2 separate regions of the Sus scrofa genome follow, and region 1 is linked to region 2. A link is a contact called in public Hi-C data. All regions are on one chromosome and are shown on one strand. Each heading gives the region's core, a stretch centred on a gene start, on an enhancer-like site or on the middle of the called end of the contact. The rest is flanking DNA. Distances are from core to core; before and after follow the strand shown.

Region 1 (5,500 bases), core at 2,305-4,804, 150 kb after region 2:
TTGCTGACCAGGTGCTAAATCCAGCAACACTCTAGCTGTATTTCATACCAAAATGGAGTCCACAAAGAATATTTCCCTTTCTCTAGCAAATATTGCTAATTGCCCCTAAAATTCCTGCTGCTTCTTCCATAGCATATTACTTTCATGTGGAGGACATGCCCAGCAAGCATTTACAGCCCCTAGCTCCCTTTAGCTAGGTGTGGCCATGTGACCTCACTTCGTGAAGCACAAGAGGTGATGAGAGTCATTTCTAGGCTGAGGCTTTTATGAAGCTGATGAGCTTTCTCCACATTTTTTTCACCTTCTATTGGCTAGATGCAGGATGCTGAGGCCATAAGAGGGAAGGAGCCGGGCTTCCTAAATCACTGCGTGGAGGAGAGCCACCCACTGACCAGAAATATCAGCCTTGGACTACTATGTGAACAAAAAATACATTTCTATTGTGTTGAGCCTTTATATATTTGAGGGTCTTTTTTTCTCTCCCCTTTTAGAGCCATACCCTCAGTATATGGAAGTTTCCAGGCTAGGGGTCAAATCAGAGCTGCAGCTGCCAGCTATGCCAGAGCCATAGCGACACCAGATCTGAGCTGCATGTGTGACCTACACCACAGCTTATGGCCACACCGGATCCTTAACCCACTGAGTGAGGCCAGGGATAGAACCTGCATCCTCATGGATACTATGTCAGATTCTTAACCCACTGAGCCACAACAGGAACTCCCTTGAGGGTCTTTTTGTTGTGGAAAGTTACATGACCCAACCTAACACAATTTTTCAGTGAAGTCAGTCTTACCACTACCCTGATCCAGGCATGTCTTTGTAGCTCCATTGCCTACCTTCCAAAGAGTATTGGATGTAGGGGCCAAAGGAAATGTTTATCAGCCAGGAATCAGCCTTTTCTCTAAGCCAGATGCCTTTCACTCAGATTATGAGAATTTCTACGAGAGGGACTTAAACATCCTCGTAAAACAAGCTTTCAAAATTTGAGAGAAAACTGTAAAGCTTCCCTGAGAAATTCCTTTGCCTGGGAAATCAATCTGGGTACAGGACACTTTTTAAAGTGGCCACTGGCTGTGGCTCAGTAAGGGAGCAGGCAGAGGAAGGACCACCTGGCCAAGAGAAATTAGCAAGTAATGCGAGCCCAGCCCCCTGGCTGGGTTAACAGCATGAGTCAGAGTGCTACAGAAATAAAGAAATCCCATTCATAAATTTTCCCTCACCCCAGCTTAAGAGCTTTCAAAGTCATAAAGTCGACAGAAAGCCAGAAGACCTGCAATTGTCCAATTAGAGGTTTTATCCAGGAAAATACACATTTTCAAAGTCACTAGCTGGTCCCCGTGCCAGGAGTGTCGCTGGGCTGGTTTGGCGTGCTGTGCCTCTGGATTTCATAGAACTTTCCACCTCAGTGAGACAGGACAGAGGACTTCTCAGAGCCTCTTACTCCCAAGACCAAGGTGTGGGCTACAAGGGGCCTGGAGACACCCAAGCTACTCCTTCCTGTGACAACTCAGGAAAAACAAGACCCTACCCAAGCCAGCTCATCTGGGAGGGGAGTGGCAACTAAGGGCTTACTAGCTACTATACTTGGGTGTTCCAAACACATAGCACGCATTATTGCATTCAATCTGTATTACTTCCCTGCAAGGAAGGGTCTATTTTTCTCCGTCTTCCAGAAGAGGAAAGTGAGGCTTGGAAAGGTCGACCCACATGCTCAAGGTTCCATGACTCAGTGACGGGCAAGGCTGAGATCTGAACTTGGGTCTGATGATTCTCAAACACTTCAACCTCTATTCTGCTACAAACCTCTATTCTGCTACAAACTGTGATCACAGGGGCCTTACGCTCTGTCCAGCCAGCTAAGCTCATTGGCAAGGACATGCAGATGGAGGCTGAGGGAAGGGAGGGCATGTCATTATTGGGGGGCAGGGCTCTGGTGAAAAGCATGACCAATGAGAGACACCAGCTGTGGAGAGAGCCCCCAAAATATGCCAGGCACCGTATTAGCATTTTGCTTAGGAGTTCCCGTCGTGGCACAGCAGAAACTAATCTGACTAGGAACCATGAGGTTGCGGGTTCGATCCCTGGCCTGGCTCAGTGGGTTAAGAATCTGGTGTTGCCGTGAGCTGTAGTGTGGGTCGCAGACGTGGCTTGGATCTGGCGTGGCTGTGGTTGTGGTGTAGGCCAGCAGCTGTAGCTCCTATTAGACCCCTAGCCTGGGAACCTCCATATGCCGTGGGTGCAGCACTAAAAAGACCAAAAAAAAAAAAAATAGCATTTTGCTTAGATTATCATGCTAAATCCTCATAATGGTCTTGCAAAATAAAGATTATTGTACCCTTTTACAAATGAGGCAACTGAGGCTCGGACAGGTAAAGCACATACTTTTCCAGGGCTGCGTGGTTCAGAAGTGGTGGTGAATCTGCCTGCATGGGAGTCCCTGCTCAGAATCTTTATCCCAGACGCTGACCTCACCACCCACCCGCCTCATGCATCATATGACTTTTATTCTTGGGAGGGATTTCTTTTTTGTCAAATTCCACTTCTACTTGTGTACATTTAATTGATAACTTCCCTGATAGCCCTGGATGTTGGGCCTTCCAGACTCATATTTCCTTTTAGGCCACTTACTGAGTCATCTTGAGAGTGTCCCTAAACCTCTCAGAGGGGACAGAGTTTCTGCTCTTGAACTTCCCATCTAGACCAGGGATTGATGAACTTCTTCAGTAAAGAGCCAGACGGTAAATGCTTTAGGCTTTGGGGTCCATCCAATCCCTGTGTGACAACTGCTCAGCTCGGCCACTGTAGTGTGCAAGCAGCTGAAGACATAAATGGGTGCATAACCAGATTTGGGGCACAACCAGATTTGGTGCATAACCAGATCTGGTCATGGGCCTAACTACACAGACCCCCCGACTCTAGATGGTCAAAATATTCTACACGTAAGTGTTATATTCTCACTGTGTAATTGCTATAAAGGAGAGGATCGCCCTCTAGTTTATTTTTTTATTTATTTATTTTTTGCTTTTTTATGCTGCACCTCCAGCATATGGAAGTTCCCGGGCTATAGGGGTTGAATGGGAGCTGTAGCCGCCAGCCTACGCCACAGCCACAGAACTGGGAATCCGAGCCATGCCTACGACCTACACCACAGCTCACAGCAACACTGGATCCTCAACCCACTGAGCAAGGCCAGGGATCAAACCTGCATCTTCGTGGACACTAGTTGGGTTTGTAACCCCCTCAGATAGGGGTTACAGGAATTCCTGCCCCATAGTTTATTCCCCCAGGAACTGGTCTTAAAGGGGTTGGTAGCTTAAACAAGGTCACTTGTGAATCAGGGCAGGGCTAGGGCTGGGGACCAGGTCTCCTGCTCCCCCCCTCGAGGCTCCCCTCCCCCCGGCATGTGCTCCCTCCATGGCCAGCAGGGACTCTCCTCCAGGATCTGAGGCTTGTCCCCCAGCCCTGTTAGAAACGCAGGGACAGTGGGTAGCATTCAGAGAGCAGCCAGGCTTTCTGCAAAGGCCTGGCGTCACCTCTGGCTGGGGCCAAGAGGCTTCCACTAGCAAATCACTGGCTCATTTCTCTCCAGCAGAGCCTGGCTCTCGCAGCACCTTCTGGAAAGCCATTACAGCAGCTGCAGCAGCACGAGTGGCGTTAATTTATTAAAATCCCAGCTTGTAAAAGCCAAGCTTGCAGGCAGAGCCGGAGGAGGCAGAGGCACGCTGCACTGGAGAAGGCGTGAGCCACTCTTTTCTTCTCTTGCAGCCACAAAAGGAAATGTTGGCGAGGTCCTGGGAGAAGGGGTGGCTGGTGGGGAGGGGACGCTGCTGGATTTAATAGCAGGAATACGAGTCATTTGTCTTATTGTAAAATAGATGTGTGTTTGGACGCAGAAACTGCTCTGGATCCTTTCTTTCCTCCCCTTGTGGGCATGAAAAGCAGGGAGCAAAACAAAATGCTGCTGATTTCGAGGCTATTTTGGGCGCCTGTCGCTGATTGTCTGCTTCCAAGGCCCTCGGCACACGCCGCCTTCTCAAAGAACGGTTTTAACGAATTGAAATGGGAAATGAATGAGCATCTTGCTGCCTTCATGGCCACCAAAGCAGAAAGCAGCCCCCAAGGCCGGCTCTGGCCTGTGTGGCTGGTTCCTCCCCCCTCTCAGGTGCCCACCCACTTGCACACCTCCTGCCCGCGCCGCACTCGCTGGCGCCGGAGCTAGGCTGCCCACCCCATGCCAGGAAGCTATTTACCGAAGGAAATAACTCTGATAAAGGGCTAAAATTAGCCAGCAATGATGGAAAACATTTTGTTGAGCGATCTGTTGACAAGAGGGGAAATAGAGCTGTGAAAAAGATAGGGGGTGAAGGACACGGAGGGACGAGGAGGCTGACTGTGACAGGCTGGGGAACCCAGAAAAGAAGCTGGGACAGGGTCCAGAGGCCAAGACCGCCACATGGATGGCTAGGCCCCAGATGGCCCATCTTCTCTCTTGGTCAGTGGCCCCAATCCTGCGCTATGTCACCTGGTCTTAGGGCAGCAAAGGAGGGTGAGCTGGCCAGTTCCTGCATCTGAGGATGGATTTCTAAGGATGGATGGGAAAGGCAGCCCCGTGAAGGAAGTGAGCAGAGTACAGGGTAGAGGCTAACCAAGAACTTGGCTTTTGGAGTTCAAGTCCCAGCTCCTCCACGTACTAAGAGTGACCTTGGACAAGCCACTGAACATGTCTGAGCCTCATGTAACACACTCACATGATAAACGTCAGACCCACGTCGCAGGGTTGTGGTGATAATACACGCATCCCATCTACCAAAAGCAGCATCGGTCAGGACATCCAGGCTTCTACGAACATGGATGGTGGGCACTGTGTGTACCAGGCACTGTCCTGGGAACCGGGAGATGCCTGGATGAGGAAGATGAAGCCTCTAGGGAACTTAGTCCTTAGCTCCAGCACTGCTGGTCCTGAAGCAGCCGAATTAAAGGACCCTGGGAATGCCTTTGCTGGACCACAGAGACCCTTATTCCATCTGACGGCAGGCCTATGACGGGCTGCTTCCTGGAGAGGGAATGATTTCGCCTCAGTCTGTCTTTTTAAAATATGCAGTCTGGTGGGGAAAGCAGGCAGATAAACAAGTATCTGTCATTTAGTATGAAAAAGACCATACGAGAGTTAGGTTTCAGAGGGAGTCGTGAATGCTCCCTGGAGCCAGCGGGGAGGGCTTCATGAAGGAGGCGATCTGAAAGGATGTACAGGAGCTGCCCGGGCCGACAGGGAGGAGAGGAGGGCATCCCCGCAGAAAAGAATGTTTATGAGCAAAAATACCCATCATTGGGAAGAGCAGGTGCACAAGACCCAAGGACTGGGGATACGTGACATAATAAATAATTGGCATGGCAAGGACCCAGACAGCATGTGCTGCAGCACAGGGTTCCAGAGCCCTGCTGCGAGCCGGGCCTTCCTGTTAGGTTCTGGACTGTTGGGAGGTCAGGGGGTTGAGGCAGG
Region 2 (5,262 bases), core at 446-2,945:
GATGCTGAAACCTATGGGCACTGCCAGACAACTTAGAGGCAGCCAGCTTGAGCCTTAAGCAGAGGCTGAAGGCGCACACACTCTGGGCTCACAGCCCTTCACCAGACGTCCCAGATAACCCTTCACCATGCCTGACATCCTGGTACGATGCCCACTCTCCACAGCAACACCAGCCCCCAGCAGCAGGGAGAAGAGCTAGGGTTCTCTGTCCACCAGAGCCTGCCCTCATCCGCTCCTCACCCCAAATCCTTAATATGCTGCCCTCTTTTCCCCAGATCTTGCATGCATGCATCCAGACCTAGCTCTTTGCACCTTATCTAGGCTCCGAACTCACTCAGCTCCCTCCTTCTCTGAATCATCGCAGTTGATTTCTCCCTCTGGACCAGCCTTTGTCAGAGAGCGGGGGCTGTGGACCAGCTTCTGAACACTCACGTGATCGATCATGCTTGTCAAAAATACAAATTCTTGGAGTTCTCGTCGTGGTGCAGCAGAAACGAATCTGACTAGGAACCATGAGGTTGCAGGTTTGATCCCTGGCCTCGCTTAGTGGGTTAAGGAACTGGTGTCGCCGTGAACTGTGGTGTAGCTTGCAGATGCAGCTTGGATCCCGAGTTGCTGTGGCTGTGATGTAGGCTGGCAGCTGTAGATTTGACCCCTAGCCTGGGAACCTCCATATGCCATGGGTGGCGCCCCAAAAAGACAAAAAAAAAATACAAATTCTTGGGCCTCATCCAAATCTGCAAAATCAGAGTCTCTGACGCTGAGGCCTAGGAGTCTACATATTTCACAATCTCCCTGGTCATATGGATGCACAGTGGAGTTTAAGAAACACTGGGTAAGCAATGAAGTCCTGCTGTAGAGCACTGGGAACTATATCTAGCTACTTGTGATGGAGCATGGTAATGTGAGAAAAATAATATATATGTGTGTGTGTGAGAGAGAGAGAGACGGGGTCACTTTTCTATACAGGAGAAAATTGACAGAACACTATAAACCAACTATAATGGAAAAAATAAAAATCATTATTAAAAAAAACCACTTATTTTGGGAGGAGGAAGTGGTACACGCTCAGCATCTCTCTGGCCCCACAGGACCTTGCTTTGCACGCTCCCTTTCCTGTTAATAACTGTCTGAAAGAATGAATTAATTGGTTTCCGTATTGCCAAATTACACTAATATAATTGAGTTCTGCCATCTCATTTCCCGACTGCATTCTCCCTGCCCTTACTAGAGAGGTTTCTATCCATATATTAGAGTAGAGTAGAAAACACACACACACATACACACACACACACACACACCCGAGACCTAGCACTTATGGAGGATGCATCACATACCAGGCACTTGCCACATGCTCCATACACTTTATGGCATCTCATGTGCAGAGCAGCCCTGGGACAACCTGACCCATGTGCTTCTGGAGCAGCTGAGGAAGAAAGGGCAAGTTTATCAGCAACTCACCCAACGCTGCGCCTTACAAGGACAGAGCTGGAATCCAAACCCCAGTCTGTGTGGTCATGACAACGTGGTCTCACCCACTTCATTATCCTGACTTCTCTGAAAGAGCTGGTCTCAAATCCAAGAGATCTCCCCCCAGACTGTGCAGCAGAGTCCCCTGCAGAGGCATGGGAGATACAGATGCCGAAGCCCTGGCCCAGGCCTAGATCTGGAAGGGAGACGTCTGGACATGTGTTCTGTTTTGACAGCTCCACGTGGTCCTGGCAAAGAATGACTGGCCGTGCGCCCAGGTCATGCGGCTTGTTCAAGTAGGGTCTGGAGAGAAAATGCAAGTTTCTTGACTCTAAGAACAGTGCTCTTTCAGCTTCTCCACGCTGCTCACATGCTATGATGCTGCCAGCAGTTGAAGTGTTTTTTCGAGCCTCTCAAGAGCATCTGGACACACACACACATGCACGCACACACACCCATGCATATATACACACACTCACAACCATCTTAGCATCAGGCTCATCATCTTTCGGTCATGGCACAGCTTCCCTATTCCCATCAGGGCCCAGCCTGGACTTGACGGGGGCTGGGGATGCCCCTCCTCCAGGTGACTTGATGGCATTAAACGAGACAAATCTTGGGGAGCTGGGGAAGGAAGAGAAGCCCCCCTCGACTCCCTCCACCATTTTGGACTCCGGAGCGAGGCCACCAAATCTCCTTTCTCCACCTGCAGTGGCCCATGCCTGCCTGGGCCAGGGGTATGTGCAAAAACGGGCAGTTTCTGCAGCACCAGTGACCATGTGAGCTGCTTTTCAACAGCTCCGATTTATACAGAATGAGGCAAAAAAGCTCTCACGTCAGCGTTAGACAATAATTTCACCAAACAGCCTGATTCAGAGGCCCAATTAATCTACTCCGCTCTTCTCAATGGGCTGTCTGCAAATCAATCCCCAGCCATAGCAAGACTGAAAGAAACACCTCAGCAGGGGGACAGATTACATTGGCACAGCACCTTCCCATTGCCAGGGCTTCCCTAGGCAGGGATGCAGAGCCCAGCGTGGCCACCAGAGCGAGCCCCTCCCATTGGTACTCCAAGATGCACTCCTTCACAACCCCACGCTGCAATCATGTGATGCAATCTCCCGCTGCAATGCAAGGAGAATTGGAAGAAGACCTCCAAACAGCAGAGGATCCTGGGAGGTAGGCTCTGCTCAGACTGGAGGAATGGCTGTCCTCCCTTTGCAGAAGGGGTGAGAGGATCTCACAGCTCACTATGAGAAGGGTTGGGATGGACCTGCTTCCAGCTCCTGAAAGATGCCTTCTCGACCAGCCCAGAGCACAGAGGCAGAGAGGAGAGCCAGGGTCCTCTGATCCTGAGCTCCCAGGTTAAAGACCAGATCTCCCTTCTGTCTGCAGTTACTGGACAGATCACAGCCTCCTGTCACGCTGACCAAGCTACAAAGCCCAGTGCACAGGTGAATAAGACTGAGCGATGTAAGAAAGGCAGTGGCCACGGACTCTAGAAGTCTCTTGTATGATTCGCTCTTCTAGGGTTACCCTGTCCACCCCCCACCCCATCCCTAATCACAGAGTGATTAAAGACCTGCGCCGCCAGATGGAGGAGGCAGCTGAGTATTTACAGGAAGGAGCTTTCTCTTCAATATTTCTGAAGGATTCAGGGCAGAAATGTCCCTCTGCTTCTCAAACTTTAATTTGCCTGTGATAGATCTTGGGGTTGGGTTAAAATGCAAGTTCTGATTCCAAGGCTCTGGTGCTAGGCCCGAGGCTCTGCATTTCTATCAAGCCTCCAGATGATGCCATTACTGCTGGTACACAGAACGTACTATTATTACCAAGGGTCAAAGCATCAGAGGGGGCCAGAAGAAAGAAAGAAAGGAAGGAAAGAAGGAGGGAGGAAGGGAGGAGGAAGGAGGGGTGGGAATAGAGAAGGAGAGAAGGAAGGGAAACTAAAGACAGAGTGGAATTGGTGTACGCGGGCAAATCCAATTCTCACCTCCACGTACTACTGTGGATCCAGCCCTAAACTTGGACCAAGTAAGAGTCTAGTCGTAGGGTAGGAATTCCCCAACCTGATCAAAAGTATTACCTCTTCCCAGCCAACTCACTCACATTGCTGCATTAAGACATTGATCATTACAGTAAGACACACTCATCCACCCTTTGCAAAAAGAGCCCCTACAAAAGATGCAAAACTGTCAAAGGGAGGACAGTTTGACCTATTAGCATCTTAAGGAACACACTGTAGGTTTCTTAGTAGTGTCTGTAGAAATAGTGAATAGCATTCTCTAATAAAAGAGTAGCTTACTTAAGCATCCTGGACTGGGGAGTCAGACCTAGATGCTAGTCCCAGACCTGCCTGAAATCTTGCACGAGTCCCTGTTGTTTAGTCACTAAATGTTGAGTAAGCACCTACTACGTGCTGGACACTGTTCTAGGTACGGGGGATACAACTTTGAACAAGATAGACAAAGCCGTTGTTCTCGTGGAGCTGAAAGTCTCACAGAGGAAGACACAAGACAAATAAATGCATAACATGTCTGGAGGAGAAACTGCTCTGATTCTGGAGAAAAATAAAGCAAGGTAAGAAGACATAAAAGGATGGATTGCTATTTTATATAGGATGGTCAGAAACAGCACCTTTATAAAGTAGCATCTAGGCAGAGACTGAGGGCAAGGGAATGAGCCATGTGAATATCTAGGAAGGCACTCTAGGCAGAAAGAATAGCAAGGGCAAAGGCCCTGAGGCTCTGCTTCGTCATCTATAAAATAAAGAGGTGAGGAAACAGGGTCTTTGTGATAGAGTTCTAAGGTTCTGGAACCCATGGATCAGGAGCAGGAGAGGCTTTGGAGGCTGGGAGGAAACGACCTGTGCTGTGTGAATGGACCAGGGTGGACCTACAGGCCACCTTGACAGCCCCTTCCTTTTCGACAGTCTGATACAGCTCTCTTTCCAAGTCTGTTTCGAGGAGCAAATCAGCCAGTTGTTTTTAAGAAACAAAAATAATCTGTCCTGTTAAGGGAGAGATATTTTAAAACCACTGAATGGATTTTTCCTTCCCAGCTTTTTTTTTTTATTGATACATCTCTTCTCCTTCCAGTTCTAAAATAAGCACCCTGTCTGCCCATACACGAATCCAAAGGCAACAAAACACACTGCAGATGGCGTGGGCCTGGAAAGAGCCAGGCGGAGGTCGCTTGGAAGGCACCAGACCTGGAGAAAATACACCAGGACAGCCTGGCCAGCCCGGCCTCGCCCATGGCCTGCTTCCTCCGAATCCAGGTGACGAGACGTTCTTCAAAACAGCAGTGGAATGTGGTGAGAGTTGGCATTTGCAAATGACAAATTTCTGACCGAATTCCAGTTCTTTGGGATGGAAAACCAGCAGCTTCCTGTTACAAAATGTACCAACAGTTCATGCCTAATACATGGGTGTGGGCAAGGCATATACTTCAAATCTAAATTTGGCTAAAAATATAACAAAGCCGGCATATTTTTAGCCAGGTAAACATTTCTGGGGACTAGGTCAAATTTATATTAGTCTCTGCTCTGCAATCCAGAGAAGAAATGATTCCAAATGAGTAAGAAGCAGGGACCCAAGGGGAAAGCCACACAGTCCTCCACACTGATTCCTAGTGACCAACTCCAGTCTGGCAGTGCTTCCCAGCACTATCATCATTTATCCTTTCCCACTAGAAAGGCAGCACCTTTTAAAGAACAGAGCCCCAGGCTACTTGAAGAAGGCAAGTCTGAGTTGGATTTTACTACCTCTCATGATGAAAAACCTTTCAGCA

What was found. Hi-C and Micro-C count contacts between places; a contact is called where the count stands out from the background.
Region 1: a Hi-C map of heart right ventricle shows a contact between it and region 2, with 10 times the contacts expected there. The contact joins two enhancer-like sites. A contact is called at or near these places in 1 of 47 Hi-C or Micro-C datasets (heart right ventricle) and 1 of 2 datasets of contacts at active chromatin or transcription factors (skeletal muscle).

Annotation. Positions count from the first base shown.
Region 1 is chr2:39,831,002-39,836,501 of Sscrofa11.1, forward strand. All of the region lies in intron 2 of NAV2 (neuron navigator 2), which reads right to left. Among named protein-coding and RNA genes, the nearest start is that of NAV2, 250 kb to the right of the region's middle. Within about 2 kb of position 3,555, at least 23 of the 83 cell types and tissues checked have an H3K27ac peak or open chromatin away from gene starts, as enhancers often do.
Region 2 is chr2:39,684,821-39,690,082 of Sscrofa11.1, forward strand. The region is part of intron 2 of NAV2 (neuron navigator 2); the gene reads right to left. Among named protein-coding and RNA genes, the nearest start is that of NAV2, 400 kb to the right of the region's middle. Within about 2 kb of position 1,696, at least 10 of the 83 cell types and tissues checked have an H3K27ac peak or open chromatin away from gene starts, as enhancers often do.